3 separate regions of the Zea mays genome follow, and regions 2 and 3 are each linked to region 1. Evidence: chromatin contacts called from public Hi-C data. All regions are on one chromosome and are shown on one strand. The core of a region is the stretch at or near the end of the contact, and the rest is flanking DNA. Distances in the headings are between cores, read along the strand shown. Region 1 holds the start of LOC100277263. Region 2 holds the start of LOC100273527 (pherophorin like protein). Region 3 holds the start of LOC103651417.

Evidence for each region. A called contact is a pair of places that touch in the nucleus more often than the background predicts.
Region 2: a contact with region 1 is called in a Hi-C map of bundle sheath, with 2.7 times the contacts expected there. The contact joins the promoter of LOC100273527 here to the promoter of LOC100277263 in region 1. A contact is called at or near these places in 4 of 25 Hi-C or Micro-C datasets (bundle sheath, endosperm, leaf and 1 more).
Region 3: a contact with region 1 is called in a Hi-C map of tassel, with 3 times the contacts expected there. The contact joins the promoter of LOC103651417 here to the promoter of LOC100277263 in region 1. A contact is called at or near these places in 5 of 25 Hi-C or Micro-C datasets (bundle sheath, ear, endosperm and 2 more).

Annotation. Positions count from the first base shown.
Region 1 is chr3:219,192,679-219,197,467 of Zm-B73-REFERENCE-NAM-5.0, forward strand. It overlaps LOC100277263, which reads left to right and starts at 2,562. Exons shown (of 2, transcript NM_001150882.2): 1 at 2,562-3,332; 2 at 3,534-4,467. The coding sequence starts at 2,880. The coding sequence ends at 4,301.
Region 2 is chr3:219,377,866-219,382,654 of Zm-B73-REFERENCE-NAM-5.0, forward strand. It overlaps LOC100273527 (pherophorin like protein), which reads right to left and starts at 2,098. Exons shown (of 6, transcript NM_001147945.1): 1 at 799-2,098; 2 at 66-197. The coding sequence starts at 2,016.
Region 3 is chr3:219,361,198-219,365,986 of Zm-B73-REFERENCE-NAM-5.0, forward strand. LOC103651417 reads left to right here and starts at 2,659. Exons shown (of 5, transcript NM_001150673.2): 1 at 2,659-3,078; 2 at 3,237-3,411. The coding sequence starts at 2,702.

The DNA.
Region 1 (4,789 bases), core at 1,312-3,811:
GTAAGACTGACAGGCAGTCAGGCCCTGCCGAAGGCACCATAGGAAACTCCGCTCCGCCCGACCCAGGGCTCGGACTCGGGCTAAGTCCCGGAAGACGGCGAACTCCGCCCGACCCATGGCTCGGACTCGGGCTAAGTCCCGGAAGACGGCGAACTCCGCCCGACCCAGGGCTCGGACTCGGGCTAAGTCCCGGAAGACGGCGAACTCCGCCCGACCCAGGGCTCGGACTCGGGCTAAGTCCCGGAAGACGGCGAACTCCGCCCGACCCAGGGCTCGGACTCGGGCTAAGTCCCGGAAGACGGCGAACTCCGCCCGACCCAGGGCTCGGACTCGGGCTAAGTCCCGGAAGACGGCGATCTCCGCCTTGCCCAGGGCTCGGACTTGGGCTCGGCCCCAGAAGACGACGATCTCCGCCTCGCCCGACCTAGGGCTCGGACTTGGGCTCGGCCCCAGAAGACGACGATCTCCGCCTCGCCCGACCTAGGGCTCGGACTTGGGCTCGGCCCCAGAAGACGACGAACTCCACTTCGCCCGACCCCAGGGCTCGGACTCCGCCCCAGCACCAGCCGGCAATCTCCGCCTCGCCCGACCCGGGGGCTCGGACTCGACCTCGGCCTCGAAGGAGCTTCCGCATCGCCCAACCTAGGGCGCAGACCAGCCACGTCAACAGGAGGCGCCATTATCACCCTACCCCGAGCTGACTCGGGCCGTAGGGAATAAGACCGGCGTCCCATCTGGCTCGCTCCGCCAGATAGGCAATGATGGCGCCCCGCATGCTCTGTGACGACGGTGGCTCTCAGCCCCCTTACGGAAGCAAGAGGACGTCAGCAAGGACTCAACCGCTCCGACAGCTGTCCCTCCGCCAAGCTCCATCGCTCCTCCGACGGCCACGACATCACACCAGCTGGGTGTCAAGATCTCTCTGGCTGCCACAATGGCATGTACCTAGGGCGCTAGCTCACCTCCGCTAGACACGTAGCACCCTGCTACACCCCCATTGTACACCTAAATCCTCTCCTTACGCCTATAAAAGGGAGGACCAGAGCCCTCTTAGAGATGGTTGGCCGCGTGGGGACGAGGACGAGAACAGGCGCTCGTTTGGGGCCGCTCGCTCCCTCTCCCGCGTGGACGCTTGTAACCCCCTACTGCAAGCGCACCCGACCTGGGCGCGGGACGAACACGAAGGCCGCGGGATTCCCACCTCTCTCACGCCGGTCTCCGGTCGCCTCGCTCTCCCCCCTTCGCGCTCGCCCTCGCGCTCGACCCATCTGGGCTGGGGCACGCGGCGACATTCACTCGTCGGCTAGGGACCCCCGGTCTCGGAACGCCGACAAGACGAAACATCTATAAATGCTCCTTGAAATGTATTATTCATGGATATAAAAAAATGCATCCAATTGAGCTGATAATCGTACTTTATCCGTGTGGATTGATTCGGTCCCCAAGAGTTACCAATCGATCCACCGCCGTGCGCTGTGTACTGCTGCCGTTCACCCCCGGAGATAATTTCCTCGGCGCCTTCACGCGCCCGGACGCTGCTCGCTCGTGGTCCCATTCCCATCCCGCGGACCGGTCCCAGGCAACAGCTGTTGCGGCTATTCACTCCACGTAGGCCTGTCTCTCTTTGTGCCGTTCTGCTAAACAATCTTTGGCAGGGAGCAATGAGTCGGGCACGCAAGGAGGAGAGCCAACACGCCCTGCTTTTTTTTTTTTTGCTTTCTTCTCTGACGACGCCACGCCGCGTTCCTTTCGTGTCGCGTCGCTGCTCTTCCGGACGAATGGTTGCGCCCAATCCACGCGGTTCCTGCCGTTACGCACGCACGCACGTAGATCTATCTACTAGTCCAGTCCAGCCCATTTCAAACAGCAGCTCGGTGACTTCGCTGTGTGTGCTCCATATGGTGGCACAGACCGTGCCAACCTCGGGGTTAACGTCCGCCTCCTGCCGAACTGAGATCGCCGGCCGGATGGGGCCCAACCAGGCGACGCGCCTTCCGTGATGGCTACTTGGATCCAATCTGATGTCAGGACGCCCGGTCAGGCGCCGGTTCCTTGCCGTCGCAGTTGCCTCCCTCTCTCTCTCTCTCTCTCTCGTTACGCTATGGCTGGTAAAGGCCGACCACGAGCAGAAGGCATCTTCTCCGCCGCCCGCCGCCACCGTCAATCTCGCCAAGCTCCCACCGGACAAACATCCCGCCTCTGAAACCGAGCATGGCGAGCACTCCCGAACCACAACTAATACCCGATGTTCTTCTTATCGATGGGCGCGCACGCACGTCGACCGCTGTCTGTCGCATTTGTTTTATATCCTCCTGCATCAGTAGTGGTACAGCAAAACGCGTATTATATGGTGGGATAATCTGTTTCAGATCTGCAGGGGGGCACGACCCGGGCACTCGTCAAAGACAGCTCAATTTTTACAGCTCGGCAGCAGGGCAAGCAGCGGGCGATGACCCCCCCCCCCCCCCCCCCCCCCCCCCCTCTCCCAAAACAGAGGTCAAGCGGGAGGGCATTTTCTTAATGACGGGGGCTTACGCGATTAATATTGACAGGGACAGACATGTTCTCTTGCGAGACCCACTTGGCAGTATTATTGAAACCGGCCGCGCACCTACTCCCTGCCTTCACGCGGCCACCGGCTTATTCAAGAGCACCAAAAGGGGTTTCGGCATGGATGGATAGCACACAGCGAGCGAGCGAGAGCGGTGAGCCCGGCCACCAGCGCCGGAGGCCGTCGTCGTCTTACTAGCCGACGCTCGACTTGGGCATGAATTGCTAGCCGCGCGGGTGAGAGATTGCTAGGTAGCCAGCTAGGTACGGTGTGGGGAGTTGAATCGGAGGTCTGCCGCTCGAGGCGGCGGCGGCAGAAGGCCGGTAGGATGAAGAAGCTCCACTGGCTGGTGCGGTTCCTGTTCGGGCCGGTGCCGGTCTACTTCTCGGCGCTGGCCATCCTCATCGTGCTCACCAACGCGCAGTACTTCGGGCTGGTGGGCGTCGGCGTGGCGCCGCGCACCGCGAAGCTGGCCTCCTCGGCGCCCGTGGTCAGCGTCATGAAGTACTGCGACATCTTCCGCGGCGAGTGGGTGCCGGACGCGGAGGCGCCCTACTACAACCACAAGACGTGCCACATGATCCAGGAGCACCAGAACTGCCTCAAGTACGGCCGCCCCGACCTGGGCTTCCTCAAGTGGCGGTGGCGGCCCTCCGGATGCGAGCTGCCGCGCTTCGACCCGCTGCAGTTCCTGCAGTTCGCCCGCGGGAAGTCGCTGGCCTTCGTCGGGGACTCGCTGGCGCGGAACCACATGCAGTCGCTGCTCTGCCTCCTGTCCCAGGTCCGTTGGTTACTTCGTTTATGTGCTCGGCTGCTCCTGAGTGATGATGATGACAACGGCCTGCTCTGCCGCCGAGACGCATCAGACTTTGCGCAGCTGAAGCTTCCACTTCCACACTACACCACACCACCAGAGCAGAGACAGCCACATGCAAGCAGCGAACTGACCTCGCGACCACTGTGTCTCCATGGCTGGCTGCAGGTGGCGTATCCCAAGGACCTGTCGGCGAACCCGTCGGACCAGAACAAGGTGTACCACTACCGGGCGTACAACTTCACCATCAGCATGTTCTGGTCGCCGTTCCTGGTGCGCGCCCGGGAGCCCGACCACGACGGCCCCGCGCACACGGGCCACTGGAGCCTCTACCTGGACGAGCCCGACGACAAGTGGGTGTCCCAGATGCCCCGCTTCGACTACGTGCTGGTGTCGGCGGCCAACTGGTTCTCCCGCCCCTCCCTCTTCTACGAGCGGCGGCGCCTCGTCGGGTGCAGCTTCTGCAGCCGCCAGTACGGCGTGCCCGACCTGACGCTCTACTACTCGCAGCGCCGCGCGTGGCGCGTGGCGCTGCGCGCCATCAACGACCTGGAGCGCCTGCGAGGGCGCGTCATCGTGCGCATGCTCTCCCCGATGTCGCACTTCGAGAACGGGACCTGGGACCACGGCGGCGACTGCAGGCGCACGCAGCCGCTGCGGGCGAACCAGACCGCCATGGAGGGCCGCGACCTGCACTTCTACACCGCGCAGATGGAGGAGTTCCGCGCCGCGGAGAAGGCCGCCGCCGAGAAGGGGCGGCGCCTGATGCTCATGGACGCCACGGCGGCGATGCTGATGCGGCCCGACGGCCACCCCAGCCGCTACGGGCACTGGCCCAACGAGAAGGTGCAGCTCTACAACGACTGCATCCACTGGTGCCTCCCGGGACCCATCGACATCTGGAACGACATGCTCTTCCAGATGCTCCTCGCCTAGCAGCAAGCAGCAAAGATTAAAAAAAAAACTCAGCAATTCGGTCGCCGGTAACCGTGCACAGATTGGCCTTCTTTTTTTTGCCTTGTTTCGTTTTTTTAAAAAAAGAAGAAAATGGTGCAATTTTGACAAGCAAGGATTCGAAATTCGCCGGTAACCCTCCGAGATCATCCGTTCCCTCCTCTGCTTGTTCTGTGGTGTCGAAATTGCTCCCTGTCTGTCGGTCGGCGCCGTGGAAAGGGGCAAAGCAAACAACCAAAAGGGGGCCGCTCGCAGTCGCAGCGGTGGTGCCTTTGATTCTGTTGTAGAGTAGTATATGACTGGCGCACGCAAGCTGTCGAAAAAAAAAGGTCACGGCCGTCCTCTGATCTTCGAACCGAATTGAAATGAAAGTTTACTCCCGCGCCGCGCGTATCGTGTTCCGGTCACTGCCATCGTTGGTTGCAGTTCGAAATGGTGTGTCGCGTCGCGTCCGGCCGGACTCTCGAGGA
Region 2 (4,789 bases), core at 848-3,347, 180 kb after region 1:
ACGAGTGCCGGATTGTTAGCAAAGGCTGAAGCCGACGGTGGGCTCGTCGGCTACCTTGAACGCACCAGGCGCGAGAGCTCGTCGTCCAGCCACTTGACGAAGCTCACGACGTCCTCGATGTCCACGAACGCCGCGCCCTCCACCTCCTTGATCAGGAACCGGATGAAGTCGCCCTGCCTCTCCACGTCCGACTTGATCTGCCAGAGCAGAGTCTGTGGCGGTCAGTTTTTGCAATTATAGTTTACTTCTTTTTTTTTCTGTCGAACTGCTTCAGAATTCGACACGTCCACCTCGGATCACGTACTACGTTTCTAGTTTACCAGCCCGCCCGTAGTATCAGCACAATGTACCGTCAACATTTCAGCAATGAGAATGCATTTGGATTTCTGGCATGGACATCGAGGAGGATAACTCGAGAGCAAACGGATCATGCATGCATTGACCGTAGCAGCCGTATATCTACCCAACCAAACCGCTTCTCTTGTAATAACGACGGAGACCGCTTGTAATATTGTCATAAATGACGACGGAGACCGCTTGTAATATTGTCATAAATGACGACGGAGAACGACGCCTCCACTGTTCCACGACTGTGCGTCACCAAACCAACCAACCAACCTACACGAAGCGTTCTTCGGGTCGTTCCATTCGGACAGTGGTTAGAAGGCTAGCAGCTGAAGAGGACGCCTATCTACCCGACCTAACGCGCGTAGTAGCTGCGTACCGGCGGCGGTGGTCACGGTTCGGAAAACGAGAACGAGGTGATTACGGATGGATGGATGCTTCAGCTTTACGCACCGCGAGGAGATGCGCAGACCGGTTCTCGATCTCTCCGATCATGTCGCGCGTCGCCGCCGCGCCGCCGCCGCCTCCGTTCGCGGCCTCACTTGCTGTGCCGCTGCCGTCCCTCTTGGACTCCCGCCGCATTAACGAGTGGTAGAACTCCACCACCTCGGGCACGCGCCTCACGTCGCCCTGCCCCGACGATGCCCCTGCAGGCGGTGCTGGCGCGGCGCCGAACTGCCTCCTTGCCGGAGGGGGAGGCGGCGGCGGCGGCGGCGGCGGGGGAGGCGGAGCGGCGGCTGCGCTTCCGTCCACGCTGGCTGAGTTCGGGGGAGAGGATCTCTTGCTCCTGCTGGGAGGTGGCGGAGGAGGGCAAGGCGGCGGCGGCGGAGGTATGGGCGGGAGCTTTGAGAGCTCTACCACGCGGGGCCTTGGAGCGGCTGCCGTGTCCGACGACGAGCGGGAGTGCGCTGGCGAAGACGAGGTCGACGTGGAGGAAGACGGCGAGGGCGGCGGCGACGAGCTTGCGGGCGAAGGGTGCGACGAGCTCGCGGAGAAGTAGGACTTGGACTTCAAAGGCGCTGGCCCTGGCGCTGGCGGCGCTGGAGGATCAAGCTGAGCTAAACTCGCGCGGTTTGGCTTTGGCGCAGCGCTGGAGCTCTCGAGACGCTCGCTCGGCGCCGAAGCGGACGAGGAGCAGTCGTCGGCGTCCGCTGCCGCGTCCTGCCGCGTCCTCAGCTCCGCCATCTCCTTCTCCAGCTCGACGATCCTCTGCTTCCTGCTCGTGACCTCGAGCGCGGCGGCGTCGAGCTCGGCGCACAGCCGCCCGTTCTCGGCCTCCAGCCGCTCCGCGGTGTCCCTGCACCTCTGGAGCTCGGCCTTCTTGGCCGCGAGCTCGGCCTCCAGGAACGGGACGATGGCGACGGTCTCCTTGAGTATCTTCTGCTCCAGCAGCTCCACGCGGAGGCGCGACTCCCGCTCCTGGAGCTGCTCGATGGCGCGCAGCAGCTCGGCGACCTGCGGCGGCGCGCGGGCGGCGGGGCGCACCTGCGCCGAAGAGCGCGGGAAGTACGCGCCGAAGGACCGCGCGAGCGCCGACGCCTTGGACGGCGCCGACCCGGCGGTGGACACGGACCCCGACGTAGGCGCCCGAGAAGGAGACGCCGCCTCCGGCACCTGCGACTTGGGGCTGCGCTGGAAGCCCATGGCCGCCTTGACCCGGCCTGTCACCATGGCGGTGTTCTTAACTTCACTAAACCACCGTGGAGAGACCTACGTACCGTTAGGACTGCGCCGGGGCGCACTAGCACATGACTACTCTCAGCGGCGGCCGCGGCGGCGATGCACTAGGAACTGCCCTTCGGGGTTTAAGCTGGAGGCGCGGGGCGCGGCGTCCGAGAAACGGGTCTTTTGGGTTGAAAGGGCCGTGGCGGGGAGCCGACGGGGTGCGAGCCGAGCTATCTATATGATCGGCTGGCACGCTCTACACAGCCGACGGGTCACAGTGGATGGTGTTGGTAAACACGCTATATCTATCTATATGATCGGCTGGCACGGGGATGGACCAGCACGAGCAGTAGGGACGCCACTGGCAAAAGCTGGCTACTCACCGCTATGGGTCAAATCTCCGTGTGTCATCGTCGATGCAGGCGTGTGCCATCGTTGCATGTTTGCTTGTACGACCTGCCCAAAAGCTCAGAAACGGAGGGAATTAAAAGTTGATACTACAAAACTCCATATCTATGGGTTATCTCCCAATAAAAGCCGAGGATCCGACACTCTGTTTTTTCTATATAAACCCCGACATCCTGTTTTACATCTAAGAAAAAAAACAAAATTATATAAAAACAAATAGTTTTCTACAGTGTACTTGTTTAATTAATTAGCTTTTTACAGTGTACTTGTTTGATATCATAAATATGATCAAAATTACAGAAAACAAATATTTTTGACATCAACAAATATACTTCCTCCATTTTTTATGTGATGATGTTTAGTTAAAAATTGAACTACACAATGCCAAATATAAGCGAAAGGAGGTAGTACTATAAAAAAATATAATCAATATTTTTTTTGATAAAACTAAAATGGTATTACAAATGTTATTTATTTGTTATAGACAATCAAATTTGAGATGTTTTGACTCTAAAAAATTAAAATAACTTACAATCTTGTATGGTGGGATGGTTTGACTTTTTTAAACATTGAAATTTAGTATGAAGGGGTAATAAACATTGGCAAATTATTGTGCTCGTTTTCACGTTGAGGCTCGACAGCTCTATTTAGATTACCACATGTTGCGCTATGTAGCGATGGTCAAGTGCAACTCGTAGTTCATATATACTAGTTAGGTGTCCGTACTGTTCGTGTCGAGTACCGGCAACACGTTACATAGCGTTTTTAGGAGGACAGTAACGTCAATCGTAGCTCGATGGTACATGCGGAACATATCAGAACACAAGAAGTTGTGCAGGTTCGGACTGTTAGTGAGCATAGTCCCCTACGTGGTTTCTGGTCGTGGAATTGTTCGATGCCTCTCCTCGTTACAAGTGGTTTCTAGATGTAGAAGATGAATGTGGCGTGTGTCTGTCATTTTTTAGTAGGGGTCTCCTATTCAGCCTTCGTAGGGGTCTTCTATTCAGCCTTATCATCGATTGAATCAGAGTTACAGAGATAGAACTAGTGCATGATCTCCACGACCCACCTTGTCCGTGTCACATTGCGTCCATCCATGGTCAACGAGTCGTTCGTCGATTTTCCCGTATGTCGCATGTGCAGGGCACGATCAGACTCCTTTCCGCTCACGCCTGCTTCTTCCACGGAGGTTTATAGCTTCCACATGACTGAGGCCCAATGAGCACCTTTAGGCGGCCCATAAGAGGCCTTTCAGATAGCACAAGGGACATAATCGGGCAAGGGTGACCCGAGGATATATATATCTATCCCCACATATACATTGATACGGTTTTTATTTATATCTGAGTATATGGTATAAAATACAAATACATATGTGTTATGTTGGATAAGTAGGTATTTATTCAGGTTTAAAGCTAACAACTGTGATTTAAATACCCATTTATACATAATTGATAATACAAGTGGTTTGTACAGCCACAGCCCACATGTCTAGACCTCCAACAAACTTTAGCATCCCCTGGTGCAAATGTGTAGAAATGTCTTCATACATGGCCCTTGGAAAGTCGGAATAAATGATTGACTAATCTAAAAATTTACAAAATTCCTATGAAATAATGGCTCGGTTCATAGGAAATTTGAAGGACATCTAATACGAGGTCCCATCTTTTGGGAGCTTTCTTTGGCGTATAGTTATCTCTTCTAATTTCTTACGTGGGATTGCGAGTGACATATATAACTCTAATTCTAAACCAAGGGCAACAATGTCAATGTAGCATACAAATTAAATTTATTTGAGCTAAAGATACTCTGCTAGCCAAACTCTCGTTCCAGACAGCTCCAACTCCAGCTGAAGTTTGGAGTTGGAGCAGCAGAAAACAGTGAAGCTGGAGGCCCGGAGCCATGACAAACAGTCTCATAGTTTCTATCATGTCTTTTTAGCAAACCCTGTATTTCGGTTACGCTGTGAGCCTGTGAATAGAAATGGGATTCCGGCCCTCGTGTGGTAAAAAACGACCCCGGCTCAAATCGGGCCGGCGACAGACTCGTGTGATGGACTGATGGTCCAGTGCACGCGAGAGCCCCGGATTTAAACGGCGACGTGGGCACGGCCACCGTACGTTCCGTCGTTGGCTCGTACGTACTGATTAATGATCAGTTGCCCTCGCTCGTTGCATTTCAGGCTTGCATCAGGTCGTGGCGGCGGCCCAAGGCGACACGACAGCGAGTCGAAGGCAGAGAGGGGGATGCCGGATGCCTAGTGCGTACGCTCGACTTTTTGCAAGGACTGCTCGCCACCGCGCGCGCTGGAGGCTGGAGCACCGTACACGTACGTACGTACGTACGTGCTACCTGGCTCCGGCGATCCCCG
Region 3 (4,789 bases), core at 1,409-3,908, 170 kb after region 1:
CTCCGACAGCCACGACATCACGCCAGCAGGGTGCCCAGATCTCTCCGGCTGCCACATTGGCATGTACCTAGGGCGCTAGCTCTCCCTCCGCTAGACACGTAGCACTCTGCTACATCCCCATTGTACACCTGGATCCTCTCCTTACGACTATAAAAGGAAGGACCAGGGCCTTCTCAGAGGAGGTTGGCCGCGCGGGACCGAGGACGGGACAGGCGCTCTCTTGGGGCCGCTCGCTTCCCTCACCCGCGTGGACGCTTGTAACCCCCCTACTGCAAGCGCACCTGACCTGGGCGCGGGACGAACACGAAGGCCGCGGGACTTACACCTCTCTCACGCTCGACTCCGGCCACCTCGCCTCTCCCCCCTTCGCGCTCGCCCACGCGCTCGACCCATCTGGGCTGGGGCACGCAGCACACTCACTCGTCGGCTTAGGGACCCCCCTGTCTCGAAACGCCGACACTCCCCTCCCGCGTGGACGCTTGTAACCCCCTACTGCAAGCGCACCCGACCTGGGCGCGGGACAAACACGAAGGCCGCGGGATTTCCACCTCTCACTCTCTCCGTCTGCCTTTTCCCCCCTTCGCGCTCCGTCTCGCGCTGACCCATCTGGGCTGGGGCATGCGGCGACATTTCACTCGTCGGCCCAGGGACCCCCCGGTCTCGAAACGCCGACAAGGTCAGAGACAGTCTGCGATGCCAGTTCGCACAAACTGTCTGGTGTGCCACCGGACTGTCCGGTGCACCAAAAAGATAGACGACTTCAACGGTCAACAGCTCCAAACTCCAACGGTCGGCTGACGTGACACTCACCGAACAGTGAACAGTGGAGTGTCCGGTGCATCACCGGACTGTCCGGTGTGCCCATCGACAGAGAATTGAGACAACGACTAGAATAGTGATTGAGGTTATAAATACCTCCAACCACCACCATTCAAGCAATCCAAGCTTCCCACTCTCTACATTCAATACAAGAGCAAATAATACACTCCAAAGACAAATTCAAAGCCTCCAATCCTCTCCAAATGCCAAAATCAAGTCAAGTGATCTAAAATGTTTAGTGACTTGAGAGAGGGTGATTTGTGTTTCAATTGTTGCTTTCTTCATCTATCTCTAAACTCTCTAGTGTTTTGTAAAGCTTGTAAGAGACACATAATTGTGTGGTGATCCTTGCGGGGTCTTAGTGACCCGTGAGATTGAGAAGAAGCACTCAACCGGTCTAAGTGACCGATTGAGACAGGGAAAGAGTTGAAATAGACCCGGCCTTTGTGGTCTCCTCAACGGGAGTAGGTTCTTTGGAACCGAACCTCGTGAAACAAATCGCCGTGTCCATTTGTGTTGATCTTCACCGTTCGATTTGTTTCTTCCATCTCCCCTCTCACTAAAAGTTCTCTTGCTCACGTTGTTTTTGAGTTGGCTCCCAAAGTTATCCGCATTGATTGAGCAAATCACATCAAGAATAACTATCTTCCGTACTCCGAATTCACTATTATTTATTTCTAACCCTAACCCCGGGTGAAGTGCGTGCTCAAAGTTTATAATTTTCAGTTTTCGTCTATTCATCTCCCATCTAGTCGATTTTCAACGACAATGAGAAGGAGAAAGCACTCGTAGTGGTTGCATGAAATCCGGAACGCTCATAGTGGTTGCATGGGGATCCGGAACACGCTGGTTGATGGGGCAAGGTCGATGTTCTATATGATGGTACGAAATAATCTGGGTGAGGACAGAGACCAGAAAAGAGATGGGAGCATAGGAGTTGGAAAAATCGGTCCAGTGTCCCTAGACAAACATGTGGTTCCACCCCTAATGAGTATAAGTGTATAACTCCGCTTGCTATGCTCATAGAGCAGGATAAGTGATCCATAGATCCACAAAGCTGGTGCGGGCGCAACATCGAAGGGTTTGATTCAGCTAACTAAAGTTTAATGTTTGAATATTAATTATGAGTATTATATAAAGATTTAATAAAGGGCATGCACTCCAACTTGGAAGTGTATACAGCGTCACATCCGATGTACTAACGAGTGAAGCATAGAAATATGGAAACCAAATGTATATTCGCAATGCCGCAATCACGGAGTGAGGCCGGAGGAGATATGCAGATGCATGTACATGTACCTGAAGCACTCATGTACATACTACATTGGTCAATGAACCACCAGGAGTCCAGCGTATGCTCGTCGTATGCAAGAGGTCAGACTAGGCGGATACAAAATGACAGCAGTCCGTGGGAGTTCTTTCAAGGGCGGTGCCGATGTACGAGCCTGGTAGTGGCGGTAACAGGGTGACGCCGCGGGCCGTGGCGTGGACTACTACCTCTGTATTGCCGGCGACCGCTGCCTCTGACCTTGCCGCTGCCGATACAGAGTCGTCACATCGCCGCATCTGTCAGCCTCTGCCACCTCAGCCTCAGCAGGGAAAACCTTCCCGGCGGATTCCCATGGCGCAGCCGCTCAGGCCCCAGCGGCCAGCGACCGGCCGAGAATCTAACCGGAGATAATCCGGCCGGCCAGGGCCAGGGCCAGCCCAGGGAAAAAGCTGAGAGAGAGAGCCAGAGAGGCCAGGATAAAAGGCGCAAAACCCGTCGCTCTCTGCTTACTATTATAAAAAGTCGGGCGCGCCGGCCTCATCTGACCCGTCCGTGTCCGTGTCCGTCCCCGCAAGGCCCAGCTCCTCGCTGCTCACTCCACAGCGCCGCGCAATGGCGGCCAAGCAGCGGCACCGGCAGCTGCCACTCCTGCCCCTCCTCGCCGCGGCCGTCGCGTGGTCGCTACTGCGCGCCGCCGCCGCCGCGGGCACGGGCACTGGCACGCTCGGCCTCCGGCACAAGCCCGCGAGGCAGCACAACAGCACGCGGCACGGGGGAGGGCGGCGCGCCCAGCGTGGTGGCGCTCCCGGCACTGGCATGGCGTCGTGCAACCTGTTCCAGGGCAGCTGGGTGTACGACGACACGCTGCCGATGTACGACGCGGCGGGGTGCCCCTTCGTGGAGCCGGAGTTCGACTGCCAGAAGTATGGCCGGCCCGACAAGCTGTACCTCAAGTACCGGTGGCGCCCGGCGTCCTGCGAGCTCCCGAGGTACGTACGCGTGCTCGCCTCCATCGATCGAATCGAATCGAATCTCGGCGCGCCAGCAGGAGCCAAGCGCCCAGGCCGCGCCGCGCGGCTGTGCAGTGCAGGCTGTGCTCCTGGAGCTAATAACGGCGCGCCCGCCGTCGTTGCTGCCAACACGCCAGGTTCAACGGGCAGGACTTGCTGAGGCGGTGGAAGGGGAAGAAGATACTGTTCGTGGGGGACTCCATCAGCCTGAACCAGTGGGAGTCGCTTGCGTGCATGCTGCGCGCGGCCGCGCCGGCGTCCTCCAGGGTCGCCTACGCCAGGGGCAACCCCGTCTCCAGCGTCACGTTCCAGGTGCGTACGCGCCGCTACCCTGCCGCGCCCGTGCCCCTGCATGTGCTATGCTAGTACCAGTGTACCACTCCTTTCGGTTTTAGTGAGAGTAGCACGGCGCAACGTTCTGGCGAAAAATAGGGTCGTCAAACTAGGCCTTAAGCATCTAATTAACCAAAGATTGGAAATAGACAGTATAATCTTTCGAAAAGGTTTGTGCCTGTGCCCGTGCTGGGCTTTTGGGAGTTCCGGCCGCAGGCCTTGGGGCACTAGGGGTGGAACGGCGCGTTTGTCTGCCGCAGATGGAGGCGGGGCAGTGTAGTGTAGTGTAGCGCACCAGCGCCAAATCGCACCGCCCATTTGCTCATGTGGTGGTGGCAGAGGAGGAATTCGCTCGTGGGTGGTCCGTGACGGGGGAAGGGACACAAAAAGGCGTTCCATGGTTCGCTTTTGGCGTTTTGCTACGGATACAGGTCTCCTTGCTCATCGGTCTTACTACCCGTGAACCGTGATACGCTGACAGGGGGTCAAAACTGTTGGACCCTCTCGTCCTGTGTCCACCAGATGCGACGCGATGCGATCCCTCTTTTATAAATTTCTTCTGTTATTGTAATCAGACTGCCAGCGTCTATGAAAGCATGCCATTAGGCAGTTGATGGTAGCGTCTAGGAACCTACTGGTCTTCCAAAATCGGAAGCACTTCTGCCAAGTGATGAAATACGGACTGTGAGCGTGATTTTGTGGATGGACCTACGTGAACTCGTGCTTGTAAAGATGGGATGTGCAACGGTGACTTTCGTAGAAGCAGGCAGGTAGGCATTATAGGCCGTGGTGGTACCGGACGGTATTCACGCGTGCCATGTACTGTGCCGCCTGTTTAGGCTGCTCCCTTTATCTCTCTCTCTCACACATATTTTGGTTTCCCAAAAAGTTAAATACTATTAGCTTTAACTAAATATGTACAGGAGAATATTGTTCTTTAGAATACATAACCAGTGTCATTAGAAAAACCGTTGAATATATTCTTATATTAAACTTATATATAATATCTAATATTGTCTGTGAAGTGTGAACCTGGTAAAGTTTGACCACCACGAATTAAACAATGGAACACTTTTCATGGAACGGAGGGGGGGGGGGGGGGGGGGGGGGGGGGGGTTACGATACAAAGCTGAGCAGACACGAGCTTTGTTTTCAAAAGAGGCGCAAAGTGGCAAGTGGCATAAAAAGCCAAAACGAAGTGAAATTAGACGGTAAAATAGGTCACAGATCCTTCCCCCCATACTGATACTGAGTGCTCATGTTGGTCTATCTGAACCGTTAGATCTAGCGGGTGTTGCACTGGAATAGAAACGCCACGCAAGACAACCTGGCCAACCGCACTCGTCTGTGTCTGGTG